2 separate regions of the Pan troglodytes genome follow, and region 2 is linked to region 1. A link is a contact called in public HiChIP or PLAC-seq data. All regions are on one chromosome and are shown on one strand. Each heading gives the region's core, a stretch centred on a gene start, on an enhancer-like site or on the middle of the called end of the contact. The rest is flanking DNA. Distances are from core to core; before and after follow the strand shown. Region 1 holds the start of CHRNA1 (cholinergic receptor nicotinic alpha 1 subunit). Region 2 holds the start of CHN1 (chimerin 1).

Region 1 (3,561 bases), core at 455-2,954:
AGCTCCCTGGGCTGGGCAAAAGAAATTTTGAACTGTTACTAGTCCCATGGATCATTATTATCTTAACCTGATTCTGTATCTCTTGCTACCTTTGGCTAGTTCAGGCTGTGTTTTCTGACTGTGCATGTAATAAACCAAGTCTCCAACTGACCACATTCCAAAATGTATAAATTAAGTGACCTTGGGCAGGTCAGCTTTAGTTTCCTTGTAATAAAAAATTGAGGATGTTGGACTGCCTGATCTAGCTCTAAATTTCTATAAAACACCCATGGAAATCAATGCCAGCAAACTCGAGATTTGACCTAAATACATATCACATACTTCTTTAATAGCTAATCATGCATTTTTGGTTAGCAATAACCAAAATCCTAACAGATCTCTTAAGGATGTTTACATTAAAGCATATCATTTAAGAATTTTCCTGTGACTGTGGTTTTGCGTGCACGCATGCGTGTGCGCGCGTGCGCGCGCGCACACACACACACACACACACACACACACACACACACATCAGGCCAGCTTTGGCTGGACAGAGTCCAAATCCCACAGGATATAATTTATCTGAGTTCAGGCTCTTTCACTCAACTCTGCTATTGAAAAAAATTAATAATAAAGCTTTTTGCCTCTTGACCAGAAGGCCTGTGTCTTTCAGGGCAATATTGGAAATGAAAAATCACAGGATGTCAGCCACCTTGTTTCTCAGTTGGGATGATATCACCAGTAAACTTTTATGTGAAGCAATCAGCAAACATCTCCTGTTTCCCTCTAGCGGAAGTCTGGGATTCAGGATGGTGTTTCAGCTGCTGTGCTAGGACACATTCCAGAGTAGAATGCAGGTCAAATGCTGTGCAAGGTTTTATCGTTTCAATTCAAACCCAAACCTATATATAGTAACATCTTTTTAAAAAAAAGTAGGTAGGAATGTATTCATATGGAATTTTTTTAACTTCAGAAATTTTGAAAAAATTAAAAAATATTTCTGTCTCTGTGGAGAGAGTTTAGTTATGATTATTAACTGGTTTCTATCTCCAGCACACATAGCTGTCAATCAGTCCTCTTTATTATTAGAATTCTCCTGGAGCAGTAAAGGGACTTGTTAACTCCATTGTATGTGATTATAAGGCACTGTTCTAAGTATCCATAGTTGTTTAAATATGAACCCCCAGACACTACCATGATCCACAAGTGGTCCAGGTCCTACAAATGATGCCGAGTGTTCAGAGGGATGAGTCGGCTGCCAGGCATGATGGAGGGAGAGACATGCATGTCTACCTCAAAGTCTTTGACCAGGCAGTTTCTATTTTAATTAGATAAGGCAAACTAAAAATCTTTATCCAAAAACTCAATCAAGCTAACATCAGGAAGAAACTGACAGAGCAGCCTCTGGTTGGGGAGGCTCTGCCATTCTGTGGTCTCATCAAAGAAGCAAGACTTTGATTTGGGGGCTTCCAGCACTTTAGCCTCAAAAGAGAGCCCTCTCCCCACCCCTGACCCAGCACTTACCTGAGCAAAAGCTAAAGAGCAGGAGGAGAGGCCAGGGCTCCATGGGCTACCGGAGCTTGTGTGGACCAGGGCACAGAGGTGGCCTGTGTTTCTCACTGGCACTCTGGCTGGGTGCTTGTCTGCTGGAGGGTTTGGAAAGTGAGTCGGCTCACTAGAGCTATTGTTTTACACCACCTGTTTGTGGGAGCGACAGCTGGGCTGCCCTTAGCCCTGGAGCCCAGGGAGTTACTGGGACTGTACACCATTACAGATATGCCTCACTTTACACAATTGCTTACCCTTGACAAGCTGAGTATGAACTGCATTATATTTTAAATGCACCAGTAGTCAGATCTTAATGAAAAAAAAAATGTATAGGAAGGAAGGAATTATTTTAAATGGTGAGCAAACTGCCTCCCTTTTGTGTAAACCAGAACCTCATCTCTGTGGGTTGACTTGATTAGGGTCATTTGGTCTGAGTAGATAGTCAGCTGTCTGTCCTAAACCACAAAAATCCACATTCTGCAAACATGGCTTCAGTTTCATTTCCTCTGCTTAGGCTGAGGGTGCCGGGGGCTTTTCTGACTGCCTGGATTTCAGAAAAGTGTAGCTGGTGTTGAGTCTGCTGCTGGGAAGCCCCCACGTTGATTGGGTTTGGTTTTAAACAAAGACAGCTTCTTCCATAAAACTGGCTTTACTGGCCCCCAGAGTGGCTGTTCCAACCCCTGCCTCTGTATCAGGCAATACCTATCCCACACGAAGCATTAGCTGGAGCAAATTGCCCACGTCCTATGCACTGTGATTCAAGCGAAGAGTAATTATTGGGAAAAAGTGTCCCACCGCATCAGCAGTTGTTCCGGGTTCCTGCCTCCTTCCATCCGTCCCTCTGCCCACTCTCACTCAGGGAAGCAAAGAGCAGAGTGGTTCAGCTTTTCAATTATCTTGCTTGAAAAACATCCTAAAAACCAGCAGTTAGTAATTTCTCAGTCTGAGAAGTATTGTTACCCTAGCTGTGCTTCTTTGCAGGGTGTGAGGTGGGTTCACAGAAGGAGACAGTTACTTAAAGGTACCCTGCCTGTTCCTTCCAGGCCTCCTTCCCACATGGAACTAGGTGAGAAAGGTCCTCTCACCTCAAGCCCACGACAACATCCTGACAGATCCTCTCATTCCAGTGGATCCAAACAAATCATTAGAGAAGGGGCTTGGAGGGTAGAGGAGAGAGCTGCAAGCTCATACTATTTATATTTTTTGTTTAAACTGTGGGAGATCAGTTAACTGTTTGCTAAAAAAAAATTTGGTTCTCTCCCTTCCATGGAATAGCCCCGTGGCAGAAATACAACCCCCACCCTCTCACCAGCCCCTTCCATCTAAATGGAGCCATGGGACTGACCTCTGGCCAGTGGCATGAGTGGAAAAATGTTCTCAGACTCACAAACCTACCAGAGCTCAGCCCCGCCCTTCTAGTCTTCTGACCGGCTAGAATGGACATGGTCCCAAAGGCAACCTTAGAAACCATGTTCTGAAGGTGGTGTTGCTTTTGACATTCTGAATCCTTGAATGACTGCATGGAGGGGGACCCTCTATCTACCTGCTCACCACCCAGCACTATTTCAATGAAAACAAAACATGCATTGTGCTGAGCCATCAAAATCCTTGGGTTTATTTGTACAGCAGCTAGTGTTCCGTAATTAATAAAAAATGTAATCCTTTGCACTAGTACCCTGAGGTTAAAAATAAATTCTAAAATATGTAGCACTGCAGCAGAAGGCAAGAAAATTGATACTGGAGGCTGAAAATATGAAGACCCATGTTATATGGTACCAAATCATTTCATAAACTGTTGTCCTCAATTACTTGGTGAACAATGTGTCTACTGAGCCTGTAGCTCCCAGAATAGAGGCTGGTAAACCCAAAGTTAGTGCACCATGGCTCTTTCTGGCTTTGTTTAGCAAGTCAGTACAAGGAAGAGCTGAGCTCAGGCAAAAATGTGCTGGTTCAAGAGCAGAAAGAAAAGAAATAGAATGAGTCCAGAAATGTGGAGTCTTCTGTTTTGAACTTCAAAGAGTAAGTGAAAACATG
Region 2 (3,561 bases), core at 720-3,219, 240 kb after region 1:
GGAATGCGAGTATTTGAAAAGTTGACTTGTAAACCTTACTTCTGAAACCACACCTTGAAAATGCCAAATATCTCTTTAGGAAAGAAAATATTTGTACCAAAAAGGTCCACATTTAAGGAAAATGCTGCTATTAAATAACGCTTAGATACAAGGTACTGAGAAACAGCGAGAATTTTATTATTTTTCAGAAAAAGAAGACACTTTTTTTAAGTACCTATGGAGGATCATCACCAAGTAAGAAATGGCACTTCTAGTAATGCACTTGGGCACAGTAAACACAGTCCCAGACTGAAGCCTGGTGAAGTGAATTCTAGGCTCAGTTTTGCCACAAAAGAGCCATGTGACTTTGGGAAACAACCTCTCTGGGTCTAAGTTTAATTTATAAAATAAGATAGTTAAATAAAAGTAACACTTTGATTCTAGCAGCTTAAGTCACTGGGAAGTATTTACCTCAAAAAGCATTTGAGGTATGTAACACCTCTAACGTGTTTGATCAAATGACATAATTAAAACTGAACTGGAAACTTGATATTGTGAATAACTTACTTAGGCTGTTCTCGTAGCTATCAATTACATATCACTGTACTTCGCTTCTTCAAAAAAGCTGAATACTTTGAACGTCTAAATGTTCATATATTGAGTTTTCTTAAAGTCAGGTACGTATGTACCATAGTCCAGTTTTGTAAAAGGAAAGAATGTATCTTTTCAGTCCTTTTTCCCAACCCATTGTCATTGCAGACTGAGAAAAAAACAGCTTGAAGTCTTAACCACCAAAAGCAACAGTGTTGCAGTAATTACACCACAAAAATAACATTTCATTCTTAATGAATACTCAGTCTCCTGAGATTACAGTTATCTTCCGGTAACCAACTTTCTTCTGTCTGCTCTCATTCGTTAGTGCAAACATTTTCAATTTTAACCCATATTCAGTTCACAAATCATACTTATTTCCAACGGAATACACTGAGTCCAAAAAAAAAATTCCCCAATAGTCCAACAGGAAGCAACACATGCATTTGGCAATTCCAAGGAGGCTGGGGACTCACAGATACCTCGTTCAAAATAAATAAACTTTCCAAGGATTTATTTACCGACGGGAAAGGCAGGTTTGAAAACAACCAGTTAACTTCACTCCCAAGTTGGCATCTTAGAGAATCGTTGTGCGTTTGCAAAACACCCAGGACCTCTGAGCCTCCCAGCCGAGAATTGGCCAGGGGAGCACACGCCCATCGGCCCTGCCGGGAGAGGAAACAATGGGAGAGGCGCGAGGGAGCAAGCCGGCGCCCCGGGCGCCCCAACTCTGCGGCCCCGGCCCGCCCCGACCCCACGCGCCGCGCCCCCTCCCCGGGCGCCCAGGCCCCCCAGGCCCCCGCCCCCGAGCCCCGGGACGCGGCCCACCTGCGGCGGCGCGGGGAGACGGCTGCACTTACCAAACAGGGTCAGGGCCATTGTAAAGGCGCTCGCCGCCGCCCGCGAGTCCAGGCGCTCCTCCCAGGCGGGCTAGGGATCACCTCATCAGCCCGCCGCACCCACACCTCGGAGAGAGTGGGGTGCCCGATGGGGCGTGCTGGGGGCGCCGGCGCCCGGGGAGGCTGCAGGCCGGGACGCGGGGGACCGCTGCAAGAAAAAGTTATTCACGCGTTATTGTCGGGCGCACCGGGCCCAGGGAGCCCCGCTAGCTCTCCGCGAGCCGGCACTTGTCGCTGCCATCAGGCGCGGAGCGTGCGCGCGGGAGGAGGTACCTGCGAGGCAGGAGGCTTGGCCGCGGCGCAGTGGCTGGCGGAGAGGCGGCGCCGCAGTGGCGGCGGCGGCGGCGGCGACGGGGAGAGCAGCAGCCTCGCACAGCCCCCGGCGGGGCGCGCTCACTCCGCATCCCGCGGCCTCGCAGACGCCATCTTGCGATAGCGTCTCCCACGAGCTCGGCCGCGCCGCTGCCTCCCGCCTCTCCCTCGGGCTTCCCGGTCGAGTGCGTTCCCATGGCAACGGGCGCGCGCGGGGGTAAGAGGGTGCGCCCTCATTCCCGCGGCTGCGAGGAGCCACCAGCGCCCCCCTGGAGGCGGCCGCCCGGAGCGGGATGGAGCGGGGCCGGTGTGCGTTTTAGCTGAAAGCCCAGGTTTTTTCTTGAATGGAATTTGAGGAGGCGCAGAGAGGAGAAAAACGCTGTTACTCGAAAGAGGAAGACTCACAGGAGGATGCTGCGTGAATGCAGCGCCCAGGCAGGGTCATCTGGGGACCTGGTGCGTGTGAGAACATATTTCTCCTCCTGGCGCCCTCCAGGCTCACTGTGGCTGGAGCCGGTGACCTGAAGCTGCAGGGCTCTGGTAGGAACAGAGGCACTGAAAGCTGCATTCCTCTCCGTTTGGACTTAGGAGCTGCTAGTAGTTCTGATGAAATTGACACACATTAGGAAAAGGAGTCGCTTAAAAAGCATCTGAGATTACCTAAGATAATTTGTTAAAAGACCAATGCTTACACCTGATTTTCTTCCCTTTACATTATACCTCTTTGATATTGTCTCAAGGAAAAAAAAATCAGCATGTGTCACTGACTGGCACTTATTTGCCACAAAAGATTGTTCCCCTGAGCTTCTTGTATTTATCTGATAATCACTGGCAACGTCCTCCTTTCTGTGATGTTGTCTCCTCACCTCTGTCTCTGCCATGAGGAGCATACAACGCCTTGAGATTGTCAGCCAAAAGATGTTCTTGAAAAGCTGGGTTATATGTTTTTCGTCGTTGTCGTTTAATGTATTCAAAAAGTCATTCTTCTCTAGTTGCTATATGTGTGCCCTGTTTAAGAAATTCCTTCTTTTTTCTTGTTTCTCTGCTTAGGGATTTGATACTATTTTGGTATCTGATCATGTAGATCTTCTCTTTGGTTCTCCTTTCTTTCTACAGGCGTCTTTCCTCTTAGTTCCTCAGGTTCCCTAGTGTCATTTCCCTCTTCTCTCCCATTTTCAAATAATTCTTTAAGAATATTATAGAAATATCTTGTATTTAATGTATCTTAGAGATCGAATCGTGATAAAGTGGGAGATTACTACAGTACTTCCAATGGAACCACAGTTAATTCACCATCATTTCACAGCAGACTTAAGCATCAGAAGAAAAGCAGGTTGGAAGGAGGAGCCAAGCCTTTTGTTTCAAGTCAGTTAACTCAGGAAGAAAGAAATATTAAAATGATTCAACATGAATGGGCAAGTGTTTAAGATGCTATATGTTTGGAATTTTGTGATGTAAAATGGCTCTCTTTAGCCACTAATCAAAATAAATCTTTAAAATCCCCAGAATTTAAAATCTTTCATGAAAATGGACTCTTGATTTTTGAACAACCTTTCTGCTCATAAAAAATTACAAACACACAGCTCATGAAGATAAATGAGAAACTCAAGAAAGCTTTGTGGGATAGGTTTTATAACCATATAAAGATTGCTGCTAATCTGCTCTGCAGCCAAATAAATCAGAAACTGAAGACTCCATTTACTGTTTCAACTAGTGGTCTTCAACATTTTTGGACCTAATTTCCTTTTGAGGCTCTAATGAAAATACTGTCCCTCCTCTT

The links. HiChIP or PLAC-seq counts read pairs in DNA pulled down with a chosen protein or histone mark.
Region 2: an H3K4me3 HiChIP or PLAC-seq map of stem cell-derived excitatory neurons shows a contact between it and region 1, with 5 times the contacts expected there. The contact joins the promoter of CHN1 here to the promoter of CHRNA1 in region 1. A contact is called at or near these places in 1 of 7 Hi-C or Micro-C datasets (stem cell-derived neural progenitor cells) and 1 of 1 datasets of contacts at active chromatin or transcription factors (stem cell-derived excitatory neurons).

Annotation. Positions count from the first base shown.
Region 1 is chr13:76,800,204-76,803,764 of NHGRI_mPanTro3-v2.0_pri, forward strand. CHRNA1 (cholinergic receptor nicotinic alpha 1 subunit) reads right to left here and starts at 1,705. Exons shown (of 9, transcript XM_016950067.2): 1 at 1,504-1,705. The coding sequence starts at 1,546.
Region 2 is chr13:77,041,683-77,045,243 of NHGRI_mPanTro3-v2.0_pri, forward strand. It overlaps CHN1 (chimerin 1), which reads right to left and starts at 1,970. Exons shown (of 14, transcript XM_003309320.6): 1 at 1,743-1,970; 2 at 1,431-1,617. The coding sequence starts at 1,449.